Regions from separate parts of the Mus musculus genome. Here regions 2, 3, 4 and 5 are each linked to region 1. A link is a contact called in public HiChIP or PLAC-seq, Micro-C and promoter capture Hi-C data. All regions are on one chromosome and are shown on one strand. Each heading gives the region's core, a stretch centred on a gene start, on an enhancer-like site or on the middle of the called end of the contact. The rest is flanking DNA. Distances are from core to core; before and after follow the strand shown. Region 1 holds the start of Samd4 (sterile alpha motif domain containing 4). Region 2 holds the start of Otx2 (orthodenticle homeobox 2). Region 3 holds the start of Ddhd1 (DDHD domain containing 1). Region 4 holds the start of Psmc6 (proteasome (prosome, macropain) 26S subunit, ATPase, 6). Region 5 holds the start of Fermt2 (fermitin family member 2).

What was found. Promoter capture Hi-C pulls out the DNA fragments that hold promoters and counts their contacts. Hi-C and Micro-C count contacts between places; a contact is called where the count stands out from the background. HiChIP or PLAC-seq counts read pairs in DNA pulled down with a chosen protein or histone mark.
Region 2: a contact with region 1 is called in a Micro-C map of embryonic stem cells, with 11 times the contacts expected there. The contact joins the promoter of Otx2 here to the promoter of Samd4 in region 1. A contact is called at or near these places in 1 of 39 promoter capture datasets (embryonic stem cells) and 5 of 484 Hi-C or Micro-C datasets (all in embryonic stem cells).
Region 3: a contact with region 1 is called in an H3K27ac HiChIP or PLAC-seq map of extraembryonic endoderm stem cells, with 7 times the contacts expected there. The contact joins the promoter of Ddhd1 here to the promoter of Samd4 in region 1. A contact is called at or near these places in 1 of 39 promoter capture datasets (hippocampal neurons), 1 of 484 Hi-C or Micro-C datasets (embryonic stem cells) and 2 of 115 datasets of contacts at active chromatin or transcription factors (extraembryonic endoderm stem cells and forebrain).
Region 4: a contact with region 1 is called in a promoter capture Hi-C map of 3T3-L1-derived adipocytes, with 3 times the contacts expected there. The contact joins the promoter of Psmc6 here to the promoter of Samd4 in region 1. A contact is called at or near these places in 1 of 39 promoter capture datasets (3T3-L1-derived adipocytes) and 1 of 115 datasets of contacts at active chromatin or transcription factors (astrocytes).
Region 5: a contact with region 1 is called in a promoter capture Hi-C map of liver, with 7 times the contacts expected there. The contact joins the promoter of Fermt2 here to the promoter of Samd4 in region 1. A contact is called at or near these places in 3 of 39 promoter capture datasets (hippocampal neurons and liver) and 2 of 484 Hi-C or Micro-C datasets (both in embryonic stem cells).

The regions. Positions count from the first base shown.
Region 1 is chr14:46,879,919-46,885,520 of GRCm38.p6, forward strand. Samd4 (sterile alpha motif domain containing 4) reads left to right here and starts at 3,047. Exons shown (of 13, transcript NM_001037221.2): 1 at 3,047-3,250; 2 at 4,481-5,098. The coding sequence starts at 4,903. It overlaps Gm34934 (a long non-coding RNA gene), which reads right to left and starts at 2,881. Exons shown (of 2, transcript XR_383407.3): 1 at 1,822-2,881; 2 at 1-1,253.
Region 2 is chr14:48,665,720-48,670,752 of GRCm38.p6, forward strand. It overlaps Otx2 (orthodenticle homeobox 2), which reads right to left and starts at 1,925. Exons shown (of 5, transcript NM_001286482.1): 1 at 1,709-1,925; 2 at 1,481-1,554. Otx2os1 (orthodenticle homeobox 2 opposite strand 1) reads left to right here and starts at 3,569. Exons shown (of 5, transcript NR_029384.1): 1 at 3,569-3,677; 2 at 4,575-4,730.
Region 3 is chr14:45,655,061-45,660,370 of GRCm38.p6, forward strand. It overlaps Ddhd1 (DDHD domain containing 1), which reads right to left and starts at 3,083. Exons shown (of 14, transcript NM_001042719.2): 1 at 2,162-3,083. The coding sequence starts at 2,951. Mir5131 (microRNA 5131) reads right to left here and starts at 2,993; the gene lies at 2,901-2,993.
Region 4 is chr14:45,326,807-45,332,330 of GRCm38.p6, forward strand. Psmc6 (proteasome (prosome, macropain) 26S subunit, ATPase, 6) reads left to right here and starts at 3,018. Exons shown (of 14, transcript NM_025959.3): 1 at 3,018-3,126; 2 at 4,024-4,103; 3 at 4,181-4,220; 4 at 5,100-5,152. The coding sequence starts at 3,042.
Region 5 is chr14:45,527,107-45,532,181 of GRCm38.p6, forward strand. It overlaps Fermt2 (fermitin family member 2), which reads right to left and starts at 2,959. Exons shown (of 15, transcript NM_146054.3): 1 at 2,828-2,959; 2 at 2,319-2,485. The coding sequence starts at 2,475. It overlaps Gm46452 (a long non-coding RNA gene), which reads left to right and starts at 3,116. Exons shown (of 3, transcript XR_001781252.2): 1 at 3,116-3,450.

The DNA.
Region 1 (5,602 bases), core at 1,797-4,296:
GGTCCTGACCGTAGGAAGAGACGGTAGGAAGAAGCCCAAGGGGCTCAGCATCTGTTGCTGGGAGGGGCAGACCTAAGGTTTACAGTGCAGTGCTCCCTTCTCCTCTGTGGTGCTAGGAATCCAGTGCAGGGCCTTCAGGCTGTGGGACAGCGCTCTACATGAACATCATCACTGCAAGTCTTAAGGACATCTAACTTGGGGACGGCAGTCGTGAGCGCATGCAGCATGTTGTGTTTTCATTTCTAAGCTTATTGTAGAAAAGAGAGAAACAAGACAACCATCCTCAGAAGCCCTACCTTGTTAGGGAAGAAATCACACCTTACGGTAATATCACACATTTTTATATGCCATATACAATGAATATTGAATATTTATATTTTCTTAATATATTAAATAATTACAAACGTTGAGGAATGTAGATTTCGTTCATATAATTCTTTATATGGTAAATACTCCTCTGTCATATAAGCTTCCATGTTGGATGAAGATTGCCATCTGTCTTTAGCATTCCTTCTTGAGGACCCAGCACAGAATAAGTGTCCCATACATACTCATTGAATGGTTGGGTGAAAAGTGACCATATAATTTATGCAGAGATTTGCAAATGTTTTCCAATTCATGAAATAGACAGCTCTAATGCTTCTATAAATTTATCTGATGTGGGTACTCCCCCACCCCCCCACCCCCACGTTGTGTGTCTTATGTTTTTCTCACCCTATTTTTAAAGACAGTCTTTCTCTAACTTTGCAGCACACTGTCTTGGCTAGGCGGGCTTCCGGGAGGCTTCTGGAAGTAGACGTGGGCACTGTGGAGTCACACTGTCTCTCAAGCTTGCAAAAGGTGCTTTACTTACTGGGCTGTCTGGTAATTTATCTTACTTCTTCTAGAAGCGTCATCGAAATGACATAAACGTAGGCTCTTCGGGGATACCTACTATAATAAAACAATAGTCAGAAATCCTCTTCTGCCCTTGTAAGTATGGAGCTGACCCTTTTGGAATCAATCATCGTTCAAACACCTGAACATTTTAGTTGTTTTCCAGGGATATTATTTGCTAAGCAAACACCAAGAGAAGCAAAAAATGCAAAATCATGCTGAACAGCAAGACTTCAAAGATGAACTAAGTATGACACTGGTCCCTAGGTCAAAGGCTGCCGTCAGAACCACGCTTCTCCCGTAGGTGGCACTATCTTCTTTCGTCGCCTTGCTTGCAACTTTACTCCCGTCTGCCTGGGCCCTCTGCCTTACTAGCCCTGTTTTAAGTAGCAGAAGACAATAATTACGTTATTGGTGTATCTTTGGTTTTCTTTATCAATAACAACAACAGTCCATTGGGGTACGTCTAAAAACCTTGGCTGAGTTAGCACCGCGTGGTCCCATCTCTCAGTGTCTTCCCCATTTCCTGGCAGAAGTACTACCAAGGAATAGCTGGGGGTTGGGGGGGGGCGGGGACTCTATAAAGCTGTCCTGCTTCTTTGATAATAATAATTTAAAAAAAAATCAAAAGTCAAACACTGACTCCGGGACTAGTGTTTCCTAAATAGAGCAAACTATTCATCAAGTTATGCGGATACCTCCCCTAGGTGGTTAATAATGAACTTTAAAAACTTCACACACTCGGTTGTGATGGAAACATTGGCAAAACATTGTGCCTCCCCACAAGCCCTTTCACTACCCTAAGAGATGGGAGGTGTTGTCACACTGACAGGACCTACACGAGACAGACATGAAATCCGAGGAGCAGGGTAGAAGAAAGGATTGGAAATCCAGATGCTAGTGTGGGAGCTGAAAGGTGGAGGAATAAGGCCTTGGACACTTTACCTTTAAAACTGTGCTAGCTAGAGCAGGGCAGACCCACGTTTGCTTTTCCAGCTCTCGTTTATAAATGCTCCCAAGTCTCTGGAAAACAAATTCGAAGGCTCGGTGTTTCTTCTGAAACAGGCTGGATTTTGGCCAGTCCCTTTGTGACCGTTCGCATTAGAAGATGCAGAAATGTCTAGGCTTTAGGGTATTTTTAGTCAACCCTTCTTTTGGGTAATTGACCCATGCAAGCATTTTATAGTAGGCGACCTAGAGCTTCCAGCGACAAATCCCGGCCCAGCCTCTGGCCCCGCCCTCTGCAGGCACAGGTGAAAGCCGCGTCCCCCAAACTCCGTGGTGCTGACAGGTGGTCTCGCCACGCCTCCCCGTCGCCCAGGGCGCCTGGGGCCACAGCTCCAGGCCACAAGCCACAGCCGCGCGCCAAGCATAGCTTGAGATCAGGCTCCCGAAGTCCGCCTCCTCCTCTCGGGAAAGCGAGGCCTGAGGCGGGTATGGAGGACTGCAAAAATAAAGGGCATCCAGCGCCGGACTTGGGCTGAGGGTGATCGACCAGGCTCTGCTTGCTTCTCCTAGACAAGGGCCTCGTGGAGCACCGCGGCCAGACACATCTAGCCCTGCGCGTTGTGCCCTTCGCCGCCCTCTGCTACTTCATGCGTCCCAGACCCCAGGAATCCGTCCAAGCCCCCAGAGACAGTGACTCCGGGTGTTTACGGTCTACACCAGTCAGTCACCCACGGGACCAGTCAGCCACCCACAGGTCCCAGGCCAAAGGGTCACTGGACCTGGGGAGCCACATTCCCAAGGGCGAGCGGCGGGTGGCAGCACCGTTCTCGCTCCAGTCCAGCTCCGTTGGGATTCACTCCTGTCCCAGCTCCGGAGGCTCCGGTGCCCTGGCCGTTGTAGAACACGCGGGTGGCAGCCGAGAGGAATTCACCCGGACCCCTCCCCTTCCCCAAACTTCTGTGTTTCTCTACGCAGATCTTCCAATCTGCGCTCTTCCGCTCCTCCCACTTGGCTCCCTCCTCCTCTATGGCCCGGGCTTAGGAATCCGTCCCTCCCCCCAACCCGCCGCCCGCCGGGCCCGGGGATCCTCCCCCCCTCCCCCGACTCCCCCGCGTGCCGCCGCCGCCGCCCGGGTTCCTCTCCCCCCGCTCGGGCGCTCCCTGCCAAGCCCATGATGTAATGGTGTATGTTAATCAGTAGCATGTGGGGAGCTCCGGGCGGCTCAGTCCTTCGCGAGCCGACACTGGAGGCAGCAGTGGCGGCAGCGATAGCGCCCCGAACCCGCAGCGCTGCCCTCTCCGCGCGCCGCCAGCCCCGACGGCATGGCCCGCAGCCCGCGCTCCGAGCGCCCCCAACCCCACTGATTGCTGCTACGGCCCCGGACCCGCGCGCAGGGCCCCGAGCCGCAGGGATGAGCTGCGTGGAGGTGAGCGTCCCTTCTGCTGTCCCGGGCGAGGCACCCAGTGGTTCCTCCGACCCTTTCCCGGGGGCTTCGCTCTTCTACCCAGAAGTTCTGGGTGTCAGATGCTGGAAGCGAGCGGCCCCCAGAGGGTCCGGCGCTTAGTCTCTGCTCGCCTCGCCACGGGAGCTGAGATGGGACGATAGAGCCCCTAAACCTAACTTTTCTTCTTTGAGGTCCTTGGGGGGCGTGTGCGGAAGGGAGGAATCTGCATTTCCCTCGGGGTCCGCCCTGCCGCCTGGGAAAGCCGTGATACGGGCTCCCGCGGTCCCTGCGTAAGGCGTGCGCCCCCAACCGCATCGCCTTGGGCCTGGGACCGGAGGGCGAGGACACTCCGGCCCGCAGGCGGCGGCGGGGACCGGGGGCAGGATGCCTAAATCACACGCGCGCGCACACACATCTGATGGTCGTGGGTCAAGCAGGCCCAGGGAAACCTCCCGGGTGGGCTGGCGCGGCGCTGGGGAGTGAGGGCTCTGACTGAGCCGCGCCGAGCTTTGGATAGGGAGAGTTTATTTTTGTCTCGAGCTGTCGCTGCGGCTGCTCACGGCCTAAATCCAGAGGGGAGCCTGGCGGCGGAGATGCTGGCTGTTGCTGTAGATGGAGCTGCAGCCGTACGGCTGCTTCTCCGGGAGGAGGAGGAGGAGGGAGGAGGGAGGGAAGGAATAGGAGGGAAGGAATAGGAGGAGGAGGGAGGAGGAGGAGGAGGGGGAGGAGGAGGAGGAGGAGGAGGAGGAGGAGGAGGAGGAGGAGGAGGAGGAGGAGGAGGCTGGAACCCTGGTTGCCTCTGACACCGCCTCTGCTTTGCATTAGCCCCCACCCCACCCCCGCGCCCCTTCACAGCCGCATTGCAAGTTTTCAGCGCGGGGAGGATCTGTTGCTGGTGCTGGCGTTCGCAGACACAGCCCCAGAGGCCACTCCGGGTGGGGTGTGCAGGGAGCACTTGCGGGTCACAGCCGCAGCAACAGGAAGCCGCGGGGTCTCCTCCCGCACCTGGGAAGGAAGTGTGCAATAGCTCAGCTCGCGCATCCGAGTGTGGAGAGGCCGGCTGGAATTTAGGGGACTTCCCTTCGCGGGACACCCCTTCCCCCAGCCTTGGCTTCCACACACCCCCTACCGAGCTCCCTCTCACTCCCGGATCCCCCTAGACGCTCCAGTCCGCGTGCCGAGGTCTCACTGCAGCTTTTTCTGTCCTTTCAGTAGTGATTGCCGCTTGGGAATGCGGGTGTGAAGGGTCCGAGCTGCCGCCCAGCGGGGAGGAGACCCCAGGACGCCGGAAATCACCATCCTGAAGCTACGAGAAAAGGGGAAGGAGCGATCTTCATTCAGTTTTGTGCCTTGCGAGGGATTTACATTTTTAATCGCTATTTTTTTTTTTTAAAATATCTCCGCGCTACTGTCTGTCATCGTCTCTGGAGAATCAACCAGAACCACCAGAACGTAACTGAACCGATAGAGAGAGGAGAGCAAGGCAGGAGCAGAGTCAGTACCTGCAGCGCCCGGGCACCGGAGACCTTGGAACCAGAACGTGTCTCGGGAGGCCACGGGGCTGCGGCTCCGCCAAACTTTGGGGCGGGCAGGAGCGCCAAGGGGCTTCGTAGACGGAGGGCGGCCCCCTAACCATGATGTTTCGCGACCAGGTCGGGGTGCTGGCGGGCTGGTTTAAGGGCTGGAACGAGTGCGAGCAGACTGTTGCACTGCTGTCGCTGCTCAAGCGCGTAAGCCAGACCCAGGCCCGCTTCCTTCAGCTCTGCCTGGAGCACTCGCTGGCCGACTGCGCCGAGCTGCACGTCCTGGAAGGAGAGGCCAACAGCCCGGGTAAGTGCGCGGCCGTGGATCCCGCGGCTCCCCGGGAATCCAGTCTCCCCGCCTCCAGCCCGGGCTCCGCCCCCGCCCCCCCCCCCCCGGCCTCCACCCGCGGGGACCTGGTCCTCACTGGCCCCGGGGCTCTGAGCATCTGCGTCGGACCCGACCCTTCTTCACTTCCCCTGTCCGCTTTGGGGCTTTGACCATTGTGAACTCCTTAGTCCATTCCGTGTTGTAGCTACGGTAGCATGAATGATTGATTTTTCTCTCCTGCGCTTTCCTTGGAAATAAGTAAGTCAGGTCACGTAGAGTCTGGATTTTCTGCCACCCCCCCCCCCCCTTTCGGGTAACGTGGCTCGCTGGCTTTCAGCAATACACCAGGAAGCTCAGGACTGCCCCTTCAGTCACTGAGCTCAGACAGGCTGTAAGAATACCTGAAAATGCAATTTTATTATTCATTCTCCTTCAACCCCCACGGATAGCACTGTTTTAGAGGTTTGTCTTCCGAATAATATG
Region 2 (5,033 bases), core at 675-3,174, 1.8 Mb after region 1:
ATAACTTTCAGTGGCCGGAAAAAGTCCCGAGGTGAACAGACGAAATCCTGACACCCCCCCCCCCCCAAGCTCTGGAATGGAGGGCACAGTTTCCAAGGAAGAGCAACTCCTCTCGGTCCCCACCCAAAGTGGTCCACGCGGCTGGGCCTTCTTTCTCTCTCCATACACCCTTCTCCCTCCAAAAGACCAAATCGGTTTGGGGCTCTAAGGTTTTCAGATTTTCCAGTGAAATCGGACACTGGCTTTCAATAGTCCCTTGAACGCATCAACACCGCCACTTCTTCGGAGTTTGCCGCGCGAACCGTCGCCCAGGCCGGGTGTCAGCGGGGACCTTCTAATAGTTCGTTTTGGGGGCAGGCCGAGAGCAGGGGCTGGGCCTCGGCGAGCCCCTCCGTATAAGGTCAGCCTTGACCTACGACACTTCATTGTCCCCAAGCCAGAAAAGGCAGTACAGAAGTGCTTAACGGGCCACGATGCTACCCCAGACACAAAACAACTAAGAACTCGAAGTCCTTCCTAGGGAGGGACTCCGGGGTCTCTGACCAGGAGCATCCAGGCGCCCACCCTCAGGTCTGGCTGTCCCAGTTGCGCGCAGAGGCTGAGGCGCGCGTGCCCTGAACCACACTAGCCACAGTCGCCTTTAAAACCTGTCCAACTAGCGGCCTCGGCCTGGCGATCTGGCCCAGAAGCCCCGACTTTCAGTGTACAGTTCTGGGGCTTGGGGGAGCCGCACCCCTAGGGATGGAGAGGAGGAGAGTTGTAAAAGATTCAAGAGCCCTAGCGGCTTTGAGAAGAGGCGGAGAGCAGAGGGGCATTAAGCTTGGGGAGTGAGGACGAGAAACAGGAGCTGAGGCGGCGCGGGAGTAACAAGACGCCAGCGCTGTCGCCTCCTCGGTTATCCGCTCCGATTTCGGCTCCCGTTGCAAACCGAGGAGTCTAGAGGCAGCCCGAGGCCCCCGCCGATAATGGAGAGCCGGCCTTCGGGAGCTCCGTCTTTCGGAAGCGTCCACCTTATTATCTTTGTTTTAATTTACCAACCTAGGTACATTACACAAGCATTATTTTGTCATGGATTCTAAAATACGCCCTTGGAACCAAACCTAAGGACTCCAGCTCAATCTAGGGGCCAAAATGCAAAGCTCGCGAGGAGAAGCCATGAATAGCGTGGGCATAAGAACAAAACCCCTCCCCAACTCCCAGATTAGACTCCTAGGATTTCTGCGACGTTCTTCGGTAGCAGCGACCCCCAGGAGCACGCGCTCTCGCTCCCTCCCACTCCCTCCCTCTTCTACAGATCGTCAAATTTTTTCCTAATGGTCATTATTTCGTCTCAAAATTCTCATTAGAAAAATAAAATACATCGCCCGCCCCCACCCAAGGAAGTTCCACGTCCGCAGAGTTGCACATTGGAGGAGCGGAGGTCACTGCGGACTGGGGGAACACAAAGATATCGCTATAGACAAGACAGACGGACACTTACCTTACAGCCGCATTGGACGTTAGAAAAGAAAAAAAAATCAAATTATCCTTCAAAATTCCAAATAGCCAGCTATCCTAAAAGAAATCAAGAGCATTCAGTTAAAAACCTTGTAGTCTTCACCTTTCCATAAAAAGTCAAACATAACCAGAAAAAAAAAACAATTAAAAGAAAACATAAAATGAAGTGGCCAGAGTTGTAAACAGGCTTGTGTCCGTCTACGATACATACAAAGTAGAGGTGGCGACTGAGCTCCTCTAGCGATTTTTATTTTTTAGTAACAGTGGAGGCTGAGTTGGAGCTGAGGAAGGTTCCGCTCTCAGGGAGATTTGCTGAGAAAGCGCCTCTCTGGCAACTTTTTGACGCAAACTCTCCAACCAATGGCAGGGAGAGAATGATTGACACATCTAAGCCAGAGGGAAAATAATAAAAACACACAACAGGGGGAGGAAAACAGGCCGCTGCTGCACGGGGGGAAGAGCAGGCAACAAATCCAGGCCTCCGACACTACCAGAACGTTCTTTAAAACACTGGGCTACGCTTAAAATATACATTATGGGCCCAAGCATGTGAACTAATTGTATAATTAAAATGATGGACAGGAAGGCCTCCCTCTTCGGTCTTTTCTTCTTCCTTTATACTCCTTCTTATCCTCCTTTTCTTTTTTGTTTTTATTTTAGAGAAAGGATACCAAACAACATAAAGCAGGAAAATATTTAAGTCAAAGCTAGGGGAAGGAGGGAGGGGGTAGTACCCCGTTTTCGATTTCCAACGCTAGCAAAGAATGTGTGGGTCAGAGGCAGAACTCAAACCCAGGCACAGGCTTAAAAACAGGGCTATGTTCTCTTGAAGAGGACCAGACGGCGCTGAGGGAAAAATGGGTGAAGATGAACAAGAGTGGAACTGAGCTGTGAACATGCAGTGTAGGCAGAGAGTCACGCAGCTATGGACTGTCTGAAAACTCCAGCGTCCTCACTGGCTGTTCTTTTACCCCTTAGAATAACCCTTGGTCTCTGGAGTTCTGGCTTTCCAGGCATGTTTTTTCAATTTGATAAGCATAGAGCAAGATACAAAAGAAAACGTGAGCTCCCAAATCTACCGCCAAGGCAGATTTCCGGCCAAGGGAGGGGATACCTCAAATCTCTCCAGCTGAGTATGAGGTGACAAAAAGCCCCCAGTAGAAACAGTTTGTGCTTAAGAACAAACGCCTGGTACTTCAGGCCTGGGAGTTACTAGGGATGGAGGCGCCCTACTCAGAGGCCGAAACTCGGGAGCTGGGATGCTGCAGGGTCAACCAACTCAACTTCTTCTGGTCCAGACTGGTTTTTTTTTTTTTTTTTTTTTAAACAAGAATCAGAGTTTTCTAGAAAAGCAGAAACACGCTGGACAGAATATTAGGGGACGGGGCGGGGGGAGGTGAGGGGCAAACGCTACTGCTGAGTGTGTGAATGGAGGCTGGGAGGGGGAGGGGGGGGGAGGATAGCTTTCCCCTCACAACTCCCAATGCAGAAGGAAAAACAAAACAAAACGAAAAAACCCACCCCTCCCTCACTACCTCAGTCACCGCCACCACTGCTAGTGGGCCCAAAGAAACAGCTCGTTGCCTTTAATTTGGGGACCTATGTTAATGAAGTTGGTAATTAATTCGTCGCTTTGTTGTCGGTTCTTATACTGTATGTGTAATCAAATGTGGCCGTCCTTGGGATTTACAGCAATTAGCGAATTACGGGAGTGCGCACGAGGCTGCAAGTTCTCGGCAGCCCGGCTGGGCTCGGCTCCGGCCTAAGGCTGGGCACTCCGCTGCCGCTGCAGACTTGCAGGTGTGTCCTAAGAGCCTTGGGGTCCTGGAGGCTCCGCGAACCCTCGAGCTCCTCCGGGCTTGCCCAGTTCTTCCTGGCTCCTTCGTAGCTGTTCCAGTCCTAAGGAAACTCCTGGCTGTCGCGTTCCCCAGAGCCACGACTTTGTGGGGCCTAGGCTAGGGGGGAGGGTGAGTACGGATCTTTCCTTGTTACCCCGCCCCCACTGTGCAGAAACACCTGGCGACTGTCCCTAAGGCCTTTCATTTAGGAGAGGTAAACAAATGTCCCAGGCAGTTGTCCCGCGTGGCCCGGGCTGTGGGAAGCAGGTCCTGGCTCTTGGTCCGAGCCATCGTGCTTTGTATGATGGAAAGGCAAATCCACGCGAATCTCTTGAAAAAGAGGTTGTTTCCCACCCCGAGAAAAGAGTTCTCCCCGGTTTGATCATAATGATGTTGAAAGCATCAAAGGGCGAGAAAGAAAAGAAAAGAAAAGAAAAGAAAAGAAAAGAAAAGAAAAGAAAAGAAAAGAAAAGAAAAGAAAAGAGAAAAAGGCCATTGTGGATGTAGGGGAGCAAGGCCTTGGGGGCAGTAGAGGTGGGGTGCGGTAACGAAATAGAGCGAGGGCTTGTGAGTCACTCAAAGTAAATGAAAAAATCCGGAGAGAAAGCGATACATCTACAGTAGGGTCCGGAGACATTAGGAACCTCTCAAGGCCCGGGTAAAGGTTTGGGGTGTCATCCTGAGACAACCCAGAGCAACCAAACCTCCCAGAAAAGTCCGGAGTGCTATAGACAGTGGAGGATTTCTGTTAGATACAGCGTGGGAGGGCTTTCCCCTTCAGCGGCTGGCAGCACACAGCCCCCCGCTTCTCCTTTGCCCTCTAGTCTAATAACTTCGCGGAAATACAGGGCCAATAAACCACCAGTTGGAAACGGACAGTGTTAAATAAACAAGGGTCTCTTTAAAATTCTCATCCACTTCAGATGTCTAAAGTAAGATCGTGATGATTTTGTCACGGTTTGGTAAATTTACCCCTTTAAGAGGCTTTTCATAAATCCCAGAACACACCTTCAGCCAGATTTGAATATAGATTTAGGTTTTAAAACCCAGAAGCTGGAAACACTGCTTTATCAAAGAGAATTTCCCTTTAGCTTAGCAGTGTGCTGCAGCTCTCAAAAGATTGGATCTGAAAGAGAGAGAGACACACGCACACGCACATAGGAGGAGAAAGAGAGCCAGAGCCAGAGATGAAGACAAGGGAGGGAAGGGAAAAAAGACTTTTCTTTTTTTTCTTTCTAGAGGAATTCTGCCCAGACTCTCCAGCAGTTGGTAGCAGGCAAGCTTTCTCCTGTGTCGCCTGGAAAAGTTGCAAAATTGCTCTTCACCTGTAAGAACATGCATTTTATCTTCCAGTCTCTTCTTGTCAATTTGGAAATTGCAGACACCCCGGCTCAGGTACGGTTTCCACAAACCCTATTCTAGGTCAGGACAAAAGCCACTGGCTTTGGGAGAAGGGGGGTGGAGAGGGTGGGCTGCTTCACAGAAACCCTTAGAAGCTTGATGGGAGAAAAAGACTCCTTGGATGGAAACATCTCTTGATTTTCAGTAAGTTCTTGAGCCTCCAATATTCTTCCTAGCCATTCATTGTATTTCCTTTATCCAGAGTTTAACTTTTCTCCCATTTAGAAAACAAAAACATTTCCTATGAAACTGACTTAAGATAGCTTGATTGTGGTTTTTTTTTTTTTTCCCAACAAT
Region 3 (5,310 bases), core at 1,833-4,332, 1.2 Mb before region 1:
CAAACTCAGCGCTGCACATCCCCTCTGGGCAGTGCTCCTGACAGACTGCCACTTGCCAATCCTCATACAGCCACACTGCTGGGGTGGTCAGATCCAAACCCACATTGGATGCCTGAGCCTCAGAGGTGCAGCCTTCATTCCTTCAACTGCTCTGCAGTTTCACGCCTCTGTATCCTTGGATATGCTGGCCCCAACTGAGAGGAACCCCTTTCTCTAATCCCCGTGCTTCCTCTGACTCCTGCAGACTCAGTCTTACATCCACGGTGGCCTGTGCGTCCCTTTGGATGGGTGAAATACATACGGCACTGTGTTCCCTCACTACTGCTTACTGCATCACTTTCTAGCTGCGTGACCTTGGTCAAGTTCATTAATAACACTGAGGCTACATCCTTGTAGGATGAAAGTCAACATCAATTTGCTCCACAGTGAAAATTACTTTGTGAGCAGAGTAAGGTGTTAAACTTGTCAGTCTAGTGCAAGCACTCTAAGGCTAAGCTAAGGGAGAGACAGCTTTACTCTCCAGCCCCCCTTTCCAGGATGCTCTATGCTCTCACTCCCCTGCTCCCTTTGATATTTATTGTTTTTACTTTATGTGCACTGGTGTTTGGCCTGCATGTATGTCCGTGTGAGGGTGTCAGATCATGGTGTTACAGACAGATGTGAGCTGCCATGGGGAGTATGGGGGCTGGGATTTGAACCAGGGTCTTCTGGAAGAGCCCTCGGTGTTCTTACCTGCTGACCCATCTCTCCAGCCCCTCTGACCTTGCTTTCTGGGTCCACTAAGTTCTGTGTTTTTATCTGCAGGAAAGACCCATGGTGATGTGTGGATCATTTAAAAAGAAATGGGATGGGAAGCCTCTGAAAGACATGGGTTTCCAAACAATGTGCACAGAGGTACTGTGCTAGCACATACAACTACTAAGTCCGTCCTCAGTGAGTTTATAATCAAGAGGTGACCTAACAGAGTCCATATGAGTCTCATCTTTAAAAAACTAACAACCTTTATTGCCTTTATTGTCCTGAAGAGTAGCAAGAAATTTCCTGCTATGCTACCTATACCTGACTTGGAATGTGCTGAATCTGCCATCATAGTTACTTGCACCTAATGCATGCATGCTTTAGCATTATCAGAATCACTGATGCAATTCGGTACCAAGTCATCGAATACCTGCTTTATGAGTACAAAGATAAAGGTGGTGGACTCTGACCAGAAGCTACTAAATAAACCGAAAGGAAGCTAAGCCATCAATACACATAATTAATATAGATCAGAATAAATAATATAAGATGTATAGAGGGCCAAAAGATCAGGAAAAGACATTTGAGTAAGGGCACTGAAGCCCATAAAGTTAATACTGTATGGTACAAATTATTGATGGCCAATAACTTGTTACTACTACATATCATATATATTAATAACTGCTGCATGCCACGTCAGATTATGGATTACCCTTCCTCATTCTGATTTTAAACCTACCCGTGTTGCCTAAAGCATCGTTCAGACCTTTATGACAGTCCCATTTAACAGATGTGAAAACCGAGGTCGTGCAATTTTTCTAGGTTAAGAAGCAAAAGTAAAAATATGTAAAAAGGACCCAAGAGATATGAAAACATTCTATACAGAGGGTACGGACCCACTTCGCACTGCCACTTCCTGCAGTTCTTTCCTCTTGTGCCCAACACATCCACTGTGAATAACACATTGTAACTCTCCTTTCCCGTCAGGGCTTTTCTCTTCTCAGGTTTTAAGCTGAACTGTTGATTCTCATAAAAACACTCAAGCATTTCCACTCACTCCAGGACATGTTATTTAAATCACAGGAGCTTCAGGAGACACGAGACCGAATCAGATATCCAGGTGGACAAAGCCCCTGGTACGGTCAAGAAACTAAAGCTACTGGCTTGGGGATCCGTTCCTGGATACCCTCCAGGGGATGGCAGCAGCACTCTACTCACCCAGGAGGCACAATCCCCGGCGGAATCCTCCCCTCCTGACCCCGCTAGCAGCTTGGGCGCTGCCATCTGCTCTTTTACCCTTCACCTGCCGAGGCACCCCGCGCAACCTGCATCCTAACCCGAGGCAGGCATCGCGGGGGCAACCGAACCCCCAAACGCCGTCCAGCGCGCGCCGAGCCTGGCCCGCCCCTGGCCAGCCACTTACGGTTCCAGTACACCGGGTAGCACTCTCCTTGAGTGACATCCACCTCGTAGAGGCCGCCGCGCACGCACACCGGCTCGATGGTCACCAGCTCCTCCATCTCCGGCTCAGGCCCCGCCGCGCGCGGGCAGAAGCCGCAGGCGCTGTCCTCCTCGTCTTCCTCCCCGAAGCTGGAGCTTGGGCCACACACCCGGTCTCCATCGCGGCCCGCCGCCCGGGCCTGGGCGCCCGTGGTCTGCAGCAGGGTCCGGAAGGCGAGCTCGATGCGCAGAGAGTCGTAGCCGATGAAGGGCTTCCAGGTCTTCTTGTCTTCCTTGTAGAACCAGCGCACCTCCTCGGGGCCCAGCTCCGTCACCACCTCGTAGCGGTGCCGGGCGGCTGCGCCGCCGGGCCGGGCGCGCTTCCTGTCCCCGGGGCCCCCTCCCGCCGCCCCGCCGCCCCCCGAGTTCTGGGCGACGAGCGGCGGCGGAGGCGAAGAAGAGCTGCCGCCGCCCGCGCTCTCGCCCTCGCTGTAGTAGCGCAACGACGAGCCGGACTCGGCCGAGCTGAAGTCGTAGGTCTCGTCGCTGAGGCACGGGTCCAGAGCCAGGTGGCTCAGGTCGTCGGCGCCCGGTGCCAGGTGCAGCGGCTCGGCGCGCAGCAGCGACAGCGGCACGCTGTCGCCCGGCTGGTGCTCGAAGCAGCAGCCGCCGCCGCCGAACACGCCCGCCGCGTCCGAGCCCAGCTCCCAGGCACCGCCGCCGCGGCCGTTACGCTCGGGGCTCCGTGGGGCGCCGCGGCCCGGGTAGTTCATGCCGCCGGCGCTTCCGCCACACGCGCATCCGACGCCGCCGCCCTCTCGGCCCGGACTTTATAATCTTTCAAATCCCGAGCAGGGCAGCAGCTGCGGCCGAGGCGACTCCGCCTCCCCGCCGGCCCCCGGCCGCCGCAGCGCCGTTCCGGGGCCCGCCCCATTGTTACGCAGCCCTGCGTGGGCGGGGCCACAGGGGCCCCGCCCCCAGCCGCGCGCGCCTCCCCGGAAGGCCCGAGGACTCTGCTGGAGCTCCCGTTTGGCGCTAGGCTGTACGTAGTCTTCCGCGCCTGGAAGCGGGGGTCAGACGGGGTCGCGGCGGTCTCGGCATCCGTGGAGCCCCTGCCTCACGACTTTCGACGCAGTGGCTCCGCCCCCTCGCTTCCACGCCCCTGGATGCCAGCCGCAGTGAGGCTCTCGCCCACTCATCTTTACACTTTCGGGTCATGAGCCCCGTGGGTGATTCAGCTGTATGCCCAGAGGGGCCCTGGAAGTTGCTAGCTCACGTTCCTGGCTTTAGGCCTGCTTTCAGCATCCGAAAGACCTGCTCGGTCACCTGGTTTGGCCCTTTCCCAACCTTCAGCCCATTCATACAGAAGGCACCCCACCTCTACGCCTGCTGCTCACCTGGGCACGACCACTCCCACTTACAAAACTGGCGTCCTAGAGTCACTGTGCCAGTTCTTTAGATTGCTTGCCCTCTTGTCCTTATGCTTCCTGTTCTTTCTGTAGTGCAGTAAGGCCTTGGATGGAAACCAAGTCCCTATGTCTTAGTCTTTTCCCACAGTCTGTGCGCATTCGATGTACCTTGGTTATAACTAACTGGTCTTGCCAGCCTTGTGTGGTAGATTATTAGACTGAAAGAGGAAAAAAAAAAAAACAAAAACCTAGGTTCTAAACTCAGCTTTGCCACCTCCAGGCAAGTCACTTAATCTCCTTTATCTATTTGTCTTATTCCTTGCTATAAGTAGGAGATCGTTGCACCGGACGGTCTCTAGTAATTCTATGGCTTTTAAGCCTTCCCAAGTTTGGTTTGGTTTTTGTTTTTAGTATAACTCTGATTCTGTAACTCACTTCCTGGTTTCAGGGAGACACGGAGGCTCTGTTATGTTAGACTTCCAAGACAGAGTAAAGAGAAGACAGAGACCAGAGTCTGACCTCAACAGATGGACAGTTTATTTCAAACAAAGAAGGAAAGACACTCTCCGGAGGGAAATGGGTGTCTTAGAAGGGAGTAAACTAGCTGGGGCCCTTTATAGAGGCAAGTGGGTGGCTTGGAAATGAAATTCTTGCAGCCATAGAGCTATGTGTCGGTCTATGATGTACCTTTCCTGGAATTATCTGTTTTATTAAAAGGCAGTTCATTTTGGGGAACAGGCTGCCCCAGCAGAGATTATTTGGACTGTGGCTGACTGATGAGTTTGGTCAAGGTCAGCTGTAACTTCATAGAAATCCTGTTTTATAGCTGAGGCACTCTGTCACCTCAGACCATTCTCTTAAATTGAAAAAAAAATTCATTTTATAAACCCATCCTATCTTGAGAAAACAATCTCCAATCTTGCTCTTACTTCAAGAACAGACAGTCTTCACTGTTAATGTTTACTTTGTGGAAACAGGTCAGTAGGGCAAGTTGTCTTGCTCTCAGGATGTAACCTGTCAGAGAGCCTTCAAAGTCATTATTTCAATCAGGCTCATCTCTGTTGTGCCCTGTGCTTTTGGAGGGATCTGTTGGAAGGCCCTGCTTTCTATGGGCAGATGATACTGTTGCAATTCATGATAAATAGAGGAACATGGGTGGTATTTTCTACCATAACGACTGGATTGGCTGGATAATCTTGCTCAGTGAGCAGTCTGTCCACTTGTACATTACAGCCCCACTAACAAAGCATCTGCATTTCTGCATCCCAAATTCTTTCCCAATGTCTCTATTAATAGTATGCAGAGTAAGAAATTGAGTATGAACTTTGAACTGTGTTTTATTCATGGAGGCATTGATCCACACTGTTCTGATAGTTACCCATGTACAGACACTTCTGTATGCTTCCGATGCCAAAGAGAACCAGGATCCTCTAGCTTAGGAGATGCTATATTAAAGTGTAATTAAAAGTGGTAGATACAGTGTCAAGTCTCAAACCCTGGGACAAATGGCTACGGTGCCTATTAATATCAAAGCAGACCTGACCTCCAGGTTCTCCCAGCATCCCTTAGTCCCTGCCTGTTACAGGATATGGCTGGCATACCCTGTCTTCTACCCCAGAACTCTCCAGCCCAGGGGCCAGGCTGCCCTTACCCAGGTGCCTCTTCCCTGTATAATCCAGCCATTTTGTACTTTAGTACATTTGCCTCTTTTGTACTTTTGACC
Region 4 (5,524 bases), core at 1,768-4,267, 1.6 Mb before region 1:
GAGCCACAAGATGTGGATACTGGAAAGCAAACTTGGGTTTGCTCCTAAGTTGCTAAGCCAGCAAAACTGTGACATGAAGTATTTGTGGTTCAATGTAAAGTACATACTGAGCTATCTCTCTATAGACACTTTTGTTAAATATATCTGCTTATCTTTCACGGTGCTTAATATCATTTACATATTTTTATATATAAATATATGTTAATTCATATATATATATATAGATAGATAGATATGTAGTTTATGTTCTCAGACAGTGTCCTACATGTATCCATGAGCAATAAACAGTCGCCATCTTTGCGTAAGTTCTTGGGCTTTCTACAGGGAGTGAGAAAAGACACTAAACATTTAATCACGTATATGAGTATATATTTACAAATTGAGTTACTTTTTCATACACACACAACAGAATAGGGTTACTGTGGGCATGAGAAACACAGAAAGTTCAGCTGAGGTTAGAATTTTGCCAAATGGGTAAGAGGAAAAAGAACCCAGAATTAAAAAGACTGACGAAGACGATGTTGAAATGACATTCTGATCTATGCTCATGTAATTTTGTTTAACCTTGGAGAATAAACTTGTACTCTATTTTATGTGTATGGGATGTTTTGTCTGCATATACGTATATGTACCACTTGGATGCCTGGTGCTCAGGGAAGCCAGAAAAGACCACTGGACGTCCTGAGACTGGAGTTATGGGACGATTGTGAGCCACCATATGGGTGCTGGGAATGGAACCCAGGTCTTCTGGAAGAGTAACCTGTGCTCTTAACAGCTAAGTTATCTCTCCAGCCTCTGCGTGCATATATTTTTGCTGAGCCATATAAATTGGACTGCCTTTTATATTCTGCCTTGTCTTTTCTTCTTGATGTCAGAATTGATATATATTGGTATGAACCTACTCACTTGATCAAAATAGTGTGGGAGAAAGGACACTCCCTGTCACTTTATTTACTTATTGTCTCCTTCAAAAGCCAGTTTTAGAAAAAAAAAATACAACAGAAAATTCACATAATAACCACACCATTTTCTCCAAGAAAATTTGGAAGACTGTCACTTTAGGCATTAATTCACATAACTGTACATGTATTTGTAAAGCATATTCATTTTTTTTTAGGGTGCTGGGAGTTAAACTCAGCTGTACGTTAGGCAAGTATTCTACCAATGTTATACTCCCAGCATGAGAATAACAATTTAAAAGAATACAATTACCATATGCCACATTTTGGATTAACATCTTTAGTTATATTGTCTATTTAATACCCATGACAACCTTTTTACATATGTACAATTATGCTGATTTTATGAAGACATCAAGATATCACCACCCCTCCACCACAGAGATCTGAGATAGTCCTAGCAGACTTCAAAGTTCCTACCTTGGTCGCTGCAGAAACTTTATCTTGTGTTCTACATCTCTAGCCCATTTCCTTCCAGTTCTGCTGGCCTCCTTTCTCTGATAGAAGTGAGACAAACTCTTTGCTACCTTAGAATCATGCACTTGCTGTTTAATCTCTTCAGAAGGCTCTCCACGTGGTGGCATAATGGGGCCCCTTCTGCTCTCAGACATGTTCAAAATTTATTCTCCTCCTTATCCCACAATATCCTTTTATTTCAATTGTAGCATTTACTACATTAAGGTATTTTTATGATTTATTATCATTTATGCATCTGTGCATGTGGACCTCATGCCAACTTTGAGTGGGTCCCATGAATCCAATTCAGGTCACCTGGCTTCCATGACAAGCGCGCCTTTGCCCACTGAACCATCTCTCTGGCCCCTATTCAAATCATTTCTAATTTCCTTATTACATGTTAGAATATTTTCTAATATTCTGATTACAAGCAGGTCAGTGCTTTATTGGGTAACTGAAAATTTCCTACTTATGCTCATGCAATTGATATCAAAAGGCTGCATCTTTGGGCTGGAAAGTGGTTTACTGGTTATGTGAGCTTCCGGCTCTTCCTAAAGATCTCTGTGTGTTTGTGGAGTGCATTCATTCAGTTTTAGGGTGCTGGGGGTTAATAAACTCAGGGCTTCTGTGTGCTAGGCAAATACTCTACCAAAGGTACACTCCCAGCCTGTCAATAATAATTTAAAAGAACACAGTCACTGAGCCTAGAGAGATAGCTCAAAGGGTATTCGTACTTGTTGCTCTTGGAGAGGATCTGGGTTCGGTTCCCAGTATCCACATAGAGGCTCACAACCGTCTATAATTCCAGTTTCAGGGGAATCATGTGGTTTTTTCTGACCTCCTCCAGCACCAGGCACACACGTGCTGCACACACATACATGCAGGCAAGATATTTATATGCATAAAATAAATAAGATTTTTTTTTTTAAATCATAGCTGCTTGTAACTCCAGAGCCAAGAAATCCGATGCCCTCTACTGGCTTCTGTGAGCACTTGCCCTCCTAAGGTATACACTAAGGCACACACATAAACACATAAATAAAAATAAATAATTTGGGAAAGAAAAAGGCTGAATTTGAAAATGTGACTCAGTTGGGAAAGCTCTTGCTTAGCATGCCGGAGACTCTGAATTCGATTTCCACACAGCACATACTGAATGTTCGAGTTTGCCTGTAATTCCACTAGGAAGCCGGTGGTGGGGGGGGGGAGGACCAGAGTTCAAGCCCAGCGCTGCAGAATGAGTGCTAAGGCAGTGTGGATTACAAGACACTGTCTCAAAAAAAAAAAAATCTTGTCATTTCCTCTTGCTTTTCAGTTTATTACAGATCCTTTGGCGTTCTAAGAAAGCAGTGACTTAATATTGAGCCAGCCAGTAGCTAAGTCAGGCATTGCTCACTCTGGCCTGCAGGGGACAGTGTGACCGGAGACGATCTTCTGCGCTTTCGAGGCTTTCTGCCGCTCTAGGTGACTGACTTCGGCGCCCGGAGCCAGAGGCGGGCCAGCCGGAAGGGGCGGAGCCAGTCACGGTCCCGCCCCAGGCCGCCTCTGCGCCCTCGCCCCGCCCCCTCCCCCGCCCGGGCTGCCATGGCCCTTCCCGGCATCCCCTATGAGCGACGGCTTCTCATCATGGCGGACCCTAGAGATAAGGCGCTTCAGGACTATCGCAAGAAGCTGCTAGAGCACAAGGAGATTGACGGCCGTCTTAAGGAGCGTGAGTGAGCCTTGACACACTCTCTAGTGCCTGGACCGGCTTCGGTCTCTGATAGAGCGGAGGCTTCGGCTGAGCCCGAAAACAGCGCCTGGCTTGGGAAGGCCCGAGTCCAGGGACGAGGCGCTTTGTCATCCCGCCCCGCGCTGGGGTGCAGCACCGCCTCGGCCGTGGGTATGGCCCCAGTCCCAGTCCGGTGGCATAGAGAACAGCCACAGTTCTGAGGTGGAAGAGGGGAAGATTAGAGGAGTGAGGTACAAGTGGGCTGGGGACATATTCCGGGTGCAGGAAGGCAGGCTTGGAGTCTCGGGACCCGGGGATGGGAGGACGCTTGAGTCAAAGAAGCTCCAGCCGGACGCGGGACTCACGGAGGCGGCTTGTACTTGGGGTAGAAGGGGGCTCAGTGGTTGTAATAGCCTTTCTCGTCTTCCCTCAGGCGTCATACTGAGTACCAAGTTTTCTGTATACCCTGAACATTCACGTTTTGAAAACCCTGCGTGATTTAATTAAATGAGAGAATACCGCAGCCTAGGATTCGGTGAAGAATTGCGTTGGTTGACTTAATTTAGTATGGACAACCAGAGTAAGCCAGGTGATCTTAGTGTAGCTATGGGAGGCTTGATTCACCTTATCGTTTAGTTTTGTAGCAAATCTGAAGGTGGCAGGATGTCACTATCGGTTAAAAATGTAACTTAAAAATATTTCCTACCAAGAAAATAGATATGATACTTTCTCTGTTACATTTCATTTTAAAACATGCCACCTATCCACTACAAACTGGAAAAAAAAATCTTATTTTGTGGTTTGAAACAGTAGGTTTGAAACCTAAGGTAAAAGAGACCTAAGTAAAAAATTTTATGCAGTTGTTTAATTTAAAATGTCAAAATTTTATTATTTCAGTAAGGGAACAATTAAAAGAACTTACCAAGCAGTATGAAAAGTCTGAAAATGATTTGAAGGCACTACAAAGTGTTGGACAGGTAGGTGATAAAGTTTGAAAGTATGTTGCCATTTCTAAGCTATTGGCAAAAGGTAATGCCCCTTTTTTCTTTTCCAGATTGTAGGTGAAGTGCTAAAACAGTTAACAGAAGAAAAATGTAAGTGGATTAACTTACTAATTATTAAAAAATAAAAAGCCCCAGTTCTTTGCCAGCTTTTGAAATGCCCATTTTATTTTGATTTTTGAGGCCAGGTACTTCTATGTAGCTCTGGATGCAGCTTCCTATGTAGACTAGACTGGCCTTGAACTCACAAGCCTTTTGCTTTCCAGTGCTGGAATTTTAGGCATGTGTGACATTATGGAAGGCTGTTTTAATTCATTCATATATATACATATACACATACATATATACATATATATGTGTGTGTGTGTGTGTGTGTATATACATACATACACACACACACTCTAAAGATGTATTGTTCTTTGTAAGTACACTTAGCTGTCTTCAGACAGCGAACAGAGGAACAGAGAAGGGAGTCAGATCTCATTACAGATGGTTGTGAGCCACCATGTGGGTTCTGGGATTTGAACTCAAGACCTTCAGGAAGAGCAGTCAGTGCTCTTAACCGCTGAGCCATCTCTCCAGCCCTTCTAATTCTTAATTCATCTATTTATGTATGTGTGTCTGTCTCTATGTCTGTGTCCCCTGCACTCATGTGTATATGTGTATGCATGTGTGTGTGCATGCATCAAAGGACTACTGTGGGAGTTGCTTTTCTGCTTCTGCCATGTAAGATGGGACCCAGAGATTGGCCTGAGTAAGATCAATGAGCTTGGGAGTAAGTGCCTTTATTTAATAACCCATCAGGATAGCCATGAAGTGCCTAGTATTCTAATGACAACAATACAAGGAGTTGGTCTTTGTTTACATAAGCTAAATTTTGTATTTACTGTTCTTAGTGGTCAGACATAAAACTACACTCACCATAGATGTAGATGTATTTGTTTTCTAACTTTGTTTTTCAATTTGTTCTAGTCATCGTTAAAGCAACAAATGGACCAAGATACGTTGTAGGTTGTCGTCGTCAGGTAATGTTTTCTGATGGGGCATTGTGCCCATAACTCCCAAGAGTGCTTTGTTCAGACACAGCAAATGACTAGCAAAGCCTGGAATTTCTTAGTCCCTAGTGTTTCATATCTGTACTTAGAAATCAAATCATTTTAAAACTAGAAAGAAAATGGTTTAGTATGATGTCTTTCTTGAAGAGCATATCAATTACCCATGTTTTACATTTAAACATTCAAAAATGTTGCTTACAGACTCAGCGGTAGTTAACTTTTTAGTCATTTGGACCAGAATGGGCAAATTGAAATACCTCTGCATTTCATTTTGCAGACTTTACAGTGTAAGTGAGTAGTTTAGAATGAGACAGTAGCATTTGCAATTTATAAACCATTCTA
Region 5 (5,075 bases), core at 1,709-4,208, 1.4 Mb before region 1:
ACATGCCCACTACTGCTGTTCACTCTGAAGAAACCAGACACTGTCCCATCTCAACCCTAAACCAACCTCCACCTCTTACCCCTGTAGGCTGCTTTGATCTAGTCGGCCACTATTGACAAGTGCCCTTTAATCCCTTTGCTGATGACAACACGCAGGGCTTTAGAAGGCAGCCCATCCCAATGTTAAGACAAACCTGAAAAACTACAAAATTCCTTTCTAATTTGACTGGTCTGAGCTGTGGACATTTTAAATGGTACCCCACTCTGTGTACTTGTCAGAAGTTTGCTGAAAAATGCCTCCTCCATTTGGGACTTAAAACTCAAGAGGACTGGTGCCACCAAAGACAGGTACAGAATTCCCAGGTGCAAAGCCATTCCTGCCCCCACTGTTCTATGTAATTAACCAGCATCAGCATTGGTAAGATAGTTACTCAAAAATAACATCAATCCTGTCTACAAACAGCTCACCCCCAACAATTCTATTTATAATTGTGATTTCATAACAGTCAATCAGTGATGTAAATACAGTAGAAATCATTATTTATTCATTAAAGCTTGGTTTTGTTTTGTTTTGTTTTGTTTTGTTTTTTAGAATCCCAACTTGTCTAAGTCACCCTTGACAGATCTTTTATTGCACTGCTTAAAAAAAAAAATTACTCTGAAGAGCTGGCCATGAGGAAGACACCCGTTTAATCCCAGAACTCAAGAGACAGAGCAGGCAGATCTCTGTGAGTCTGGTCTACATAGCAAGTTCAAGGCCAGCCAGAGCTACAGAGTGAGACTCTTGCTTGAGATAACAAAACCAAAAACTAACTAAAATAAGGAAAAGCTATAATGTATTAATAAGGTCCACTTATCACGCATAAGACAATCTGATACAAATGACTGTTTCCTTGTCAAACAGGAACCATATGGGATAGTTTTCATCCTCAAGTGGAACTGTTCAAAAAAGGTTGGTAAATATTTTGCAAACAGTGATTTACTTGACTCAAAAAACAAACAAACAAACAAAAAACCAAACGTAAACTGACAGTTACTTGATTAAAGCAGCAAAACTGAATTCTTAAAGGGCCCCTTGGGGGCTCGTTCTTGGGCTATCTCTGGGAGTCAATCAATGGACAGTACTAAGAAGGGCCCCCTGCAATTAACTCCTCTTTAGTCCTCCAACAATAAAGTTCCCTCCAGGGGCATAAAGCAGAGTCACCTAATAAATGAATTCAGTCTAATTCCCAAATTATATCAAACTTCTATTTCATTTACGTTATATGGTAAATATGCAGTTCCCCCTCCCCTTTGGTAAGAAATACTTTTTCTGAGAAACGAATATTCATTACTTTTCCAGGATGGCCTGAGACATGAATGCTGATTAAAACCAACTAACCCTGCCACAAAAGACATCCCCACACAAAACACCTTATCACTTCATTATACAAAGCAGCAAGCATTTTACAGGCCAGAAAGCTGCTGCTCTGATAAACGCTCTCCGGATAAAATCACCCATCTTATCTAGTCTGGTCAATCTGCCAGGTGAAAAATGGTTTGCCTTATCACAAAATGTGGAGTGCAGTTTTCTCGAATATCCTGGGTGATAGCCCTTCCTTACAATCAAGTCCGAATCAATGCAGTATCTATGTGCACTCAAATACTGTCATCTTCAACTCAGTTTAGTGTCTGCTTTAAAAAAACAAAACACACACACACACACACAAAAAAAAAACAAAAAATAAAAAATAAGTTCTTTCGTTGGCTTCTTAATGCTCCTGATAGCTTACTTCCAACTCAGAATACAGATACCAAGTTTGTCAAGCACTGCCCCACCCCTCGCAAGAGCGGACGAGTGGAACATTTCAGGGCACTCCATCACGTAGTACAGCTACTGAAACTTCATACCGACCAACACCAGTGCACATTCTCCAGACCGGGCTGACTGTACACTCTCCCCAATAAACACCACCATCAACATCCAGGTTCCATGAGGATAAGAGGTGGGAACACCTACAGACCCGTAATACCACATTCACAACTTTCACCTGCATACTCTCTCTCCTCGTTACTTTCAACAAGTCGTCCCGGGAATCCGCAGTTAAGCATTTGGTAGGTTCGAATCACTCACTACCTTATGTAAAAATCAAAATAACAAGCAGGACGCAGAGGGGAGCACGTCTATGCGCCCTAACGTTAACAAATTTCGCATTTTAAGCGCAGCACACGCCAGGAGCTAGGATCTCCCAATTCTACCCCTCCCCCCGCCGTCTTCCCTCCCCACCCCCTCCTCTCATTCTGGGAAGTCTTTATTGGAGGCATCGGGGTGCTACTCACCGAGTTTTTCCACCAACTTCAGCATCACCCCTCCGATGTGCACCTCCCCGGTCACTCTCAGAGTGACATCACGGTTCAGGTCCGTGACATGGACGCTCAGTTCCCACGTCCCGTCCGCGTAGCAGCCATCTGGCATCCTTATCCCGTCCAGAGCCATGGCTCCCTTCCTGCGAGCGCGGAGGAAATGGCTCTCGTCAGCGTCACTCCCCCAAAGGAAGACAAACCCCACCGAGTCCGCGGCGCCGGCCGCTGCGAGGGAGAAGGCGGAGGAGCTGCGGCTACGCGCGCACAACCAAGGGCGCGAGCGCGGGCGACTCGGCACCCAGACCGTGGCCTCCGCCCGCCGCGCCCGCCTAGCGGACTTGGGCGCCTTCACCTGCCGCCGCCGCCGCTGCGCCCGGACCGCCCCGCGCCTCCCCACCCGGCCGGGGAGACCGCGCCGCGCCGGCGCGCGCTCCGCTCCTCCCGCGGCGTCCTCCCCGCGCCCCGTCCTCCGCTGCGCCCCTCACCGCGCTCCTCCCGCCGGGCTCCCGAGGCAACAGGCGAGGCTGGCGGCACCCGCGTCGCTGCTCGGGAGGAAAGCGAAGCCTCGCGCCGCTGCTAATGGAGTCCCGGCACCGCGGCCCCCGCCCCACCCCCTCTCCCCGCCCCGGCCCCCGCCCCGCAGCACCGCCCGCAGCCGGCCTCCGCCCCCTCCTCTCTGGCTCTTCTCTGACCGCGCTCCCGCGGGGGAGAGGAGGCGGCGCGCGCTCTGGTGGGGCCGGGGCGGTGCGCGCCTCGGGGGAGCGCTGCGGGGGGAGGCGGCGGCCGCAATCTCGGCCCTGCGGAGCGCTGCCCTTTTATGGAAATGAAGGACCAGGCGCAGGGATGGAATCCAACATCCGGGCTCTCGGCTGCGGAGCTGGGGTGGGGGGCGGGGGCTCGCGGGGCTGAGGCGGCGCCTGCAGCGGGGTCCCCGGGGTTCATGCGTGAGAAGCTGCCTCGGGAAGTTCCCAGGCCCCGGGACGTGTGCGGGGAACCCGGGCGCGAAGGCACCGCGCCGGGGAGCTAGGAAGAGAAGTTGGGATGCAGAAACTTTACGATGTCTGCCTTGAACATCCCACAAAAGTAGGAGAAAGGACACAGAGGGGCGGTGAGCCACAAAAGTTGCCTGGCAAGCAGGGTTCCGCACCAATCTGCGGCTCCTGCTGGACTCATGAGAGTCGGCGAGCATTATTAACCCCTGGAACCCAAGTGCCTGCCAGACGCAAAAGCTTGGCTCATGCGCTCCGGCTGGAAAAGGGGGACCTCCCCACCCCACCCCAGGAGGGCAGTGGTTTCCCCGAGACCCCTTCTCCACCCACGCCAACTGTTGGCGCGTACTTGGGACTTTTCCTCCGCAACTTAGAGGACTCAGTATTTTGAATGCACGCACATTCTCTTCCTTACCCTCCCACACACTTCCAAGACATTTAAGTAGTTTTGAACTGATGTTGAGCTGTTAAAGACTTTGACTAGTGACGAAGAAAGGTCCCCGAAGGCCCACTTCCACGTTCCCATTAACTATTACACTCTGTTGAAGGGAACTGTTCAGAATCAGCAAGCCAGGGGTTGCCTCTTCTAGCAATTTATTTAAGTCCAGGAGAGTCCGATAAGATACTGTAAAGGATCTTGGTTTTTAAAAAGTGTCTTGGACTTCGTGAACTGCCCTAGACACTTCAAAGGGGAGCCTACCGCGCAAATAACCCTTTGTTCATCAACACAACAGCAAAAGAAAAAAGCACAGCCTGCAGAAAGGGGTGGACACCCGTAAGGGAGTGAAAGCAGGAAAACTCGAGTCAAATGCCAGAGGTTTGGGAGTGGAAAAAAAAAAAAAAGGGAAACCACTCTGCTAACACTAGCCAGTCATCATGGAGAAACTGATGCACTTCTCCAAGCTTGCCTCTCTCCAGTTATTTCTACTCTGAGACGTTGTGGGTGGTTTACTTAGAAGCAATGTTGTTCAGGGTGGAAACAGTGTTGATGAAATTATGTTGTTGGAAAATACATAGGAGAATATTTTTAATAATGTAGAGAATTAGTTGCTTGGGTTAAAAAAAATCTGTACAGACCAGGCATAGTGGAGCATGTCTTTAATCCTAGCGCCCAGGAGGCAGAGGCAGGCAGGTCTTTCTGAGTTCAAGGCCAGCCTGTCCTACCTAGTTAGTTCCACGACAGCCTGGGCTATTAGAGAGACTCTGTCTCAAAAAGGCAAGCAAACAAAAATCTGTAGAAAACTGTACGTGCCTCTGTAAAATCAAGAACGCACTCATAGCCGGGCGTGGTGGCACCCGCCTTTAATCCCAGCACTCAGTAGGCAGAGGCAGGCGGATTTCAGAGTTCGAGGCCAGCCTGGTCTACAAAGTGAGTTCCAGGACAGCCAGGGCTATATAGAGAAACCCTGTCTTGAAAAAGAAAAAAAAAAAAAATTAAGAAAGAAAGAAAGAAAGAAAGAACACACCCATTTTTAAATATTTAGATTGAAAAAAGACTAGAAGGAAATTCCCCAAATGTTAGTTATTGGGTGATGTGGTCAAGAGAGGTTTTCTTTTGATTGGTTGGTTTTAGTCTTTCTTTTTCTAACTAACTCAAACCTGCCACATCCTGGACTTTTCTGGCACCACTAAGAATTGCATTCCCTGCCATAATCCGTCTCTGTGCGGTGGACAGACTGGCCACAGCAGCTACCAGATTCGTGAGCTGGATTGTCACTTTTTTCCCGTGTGTGTGTGTGTGTGT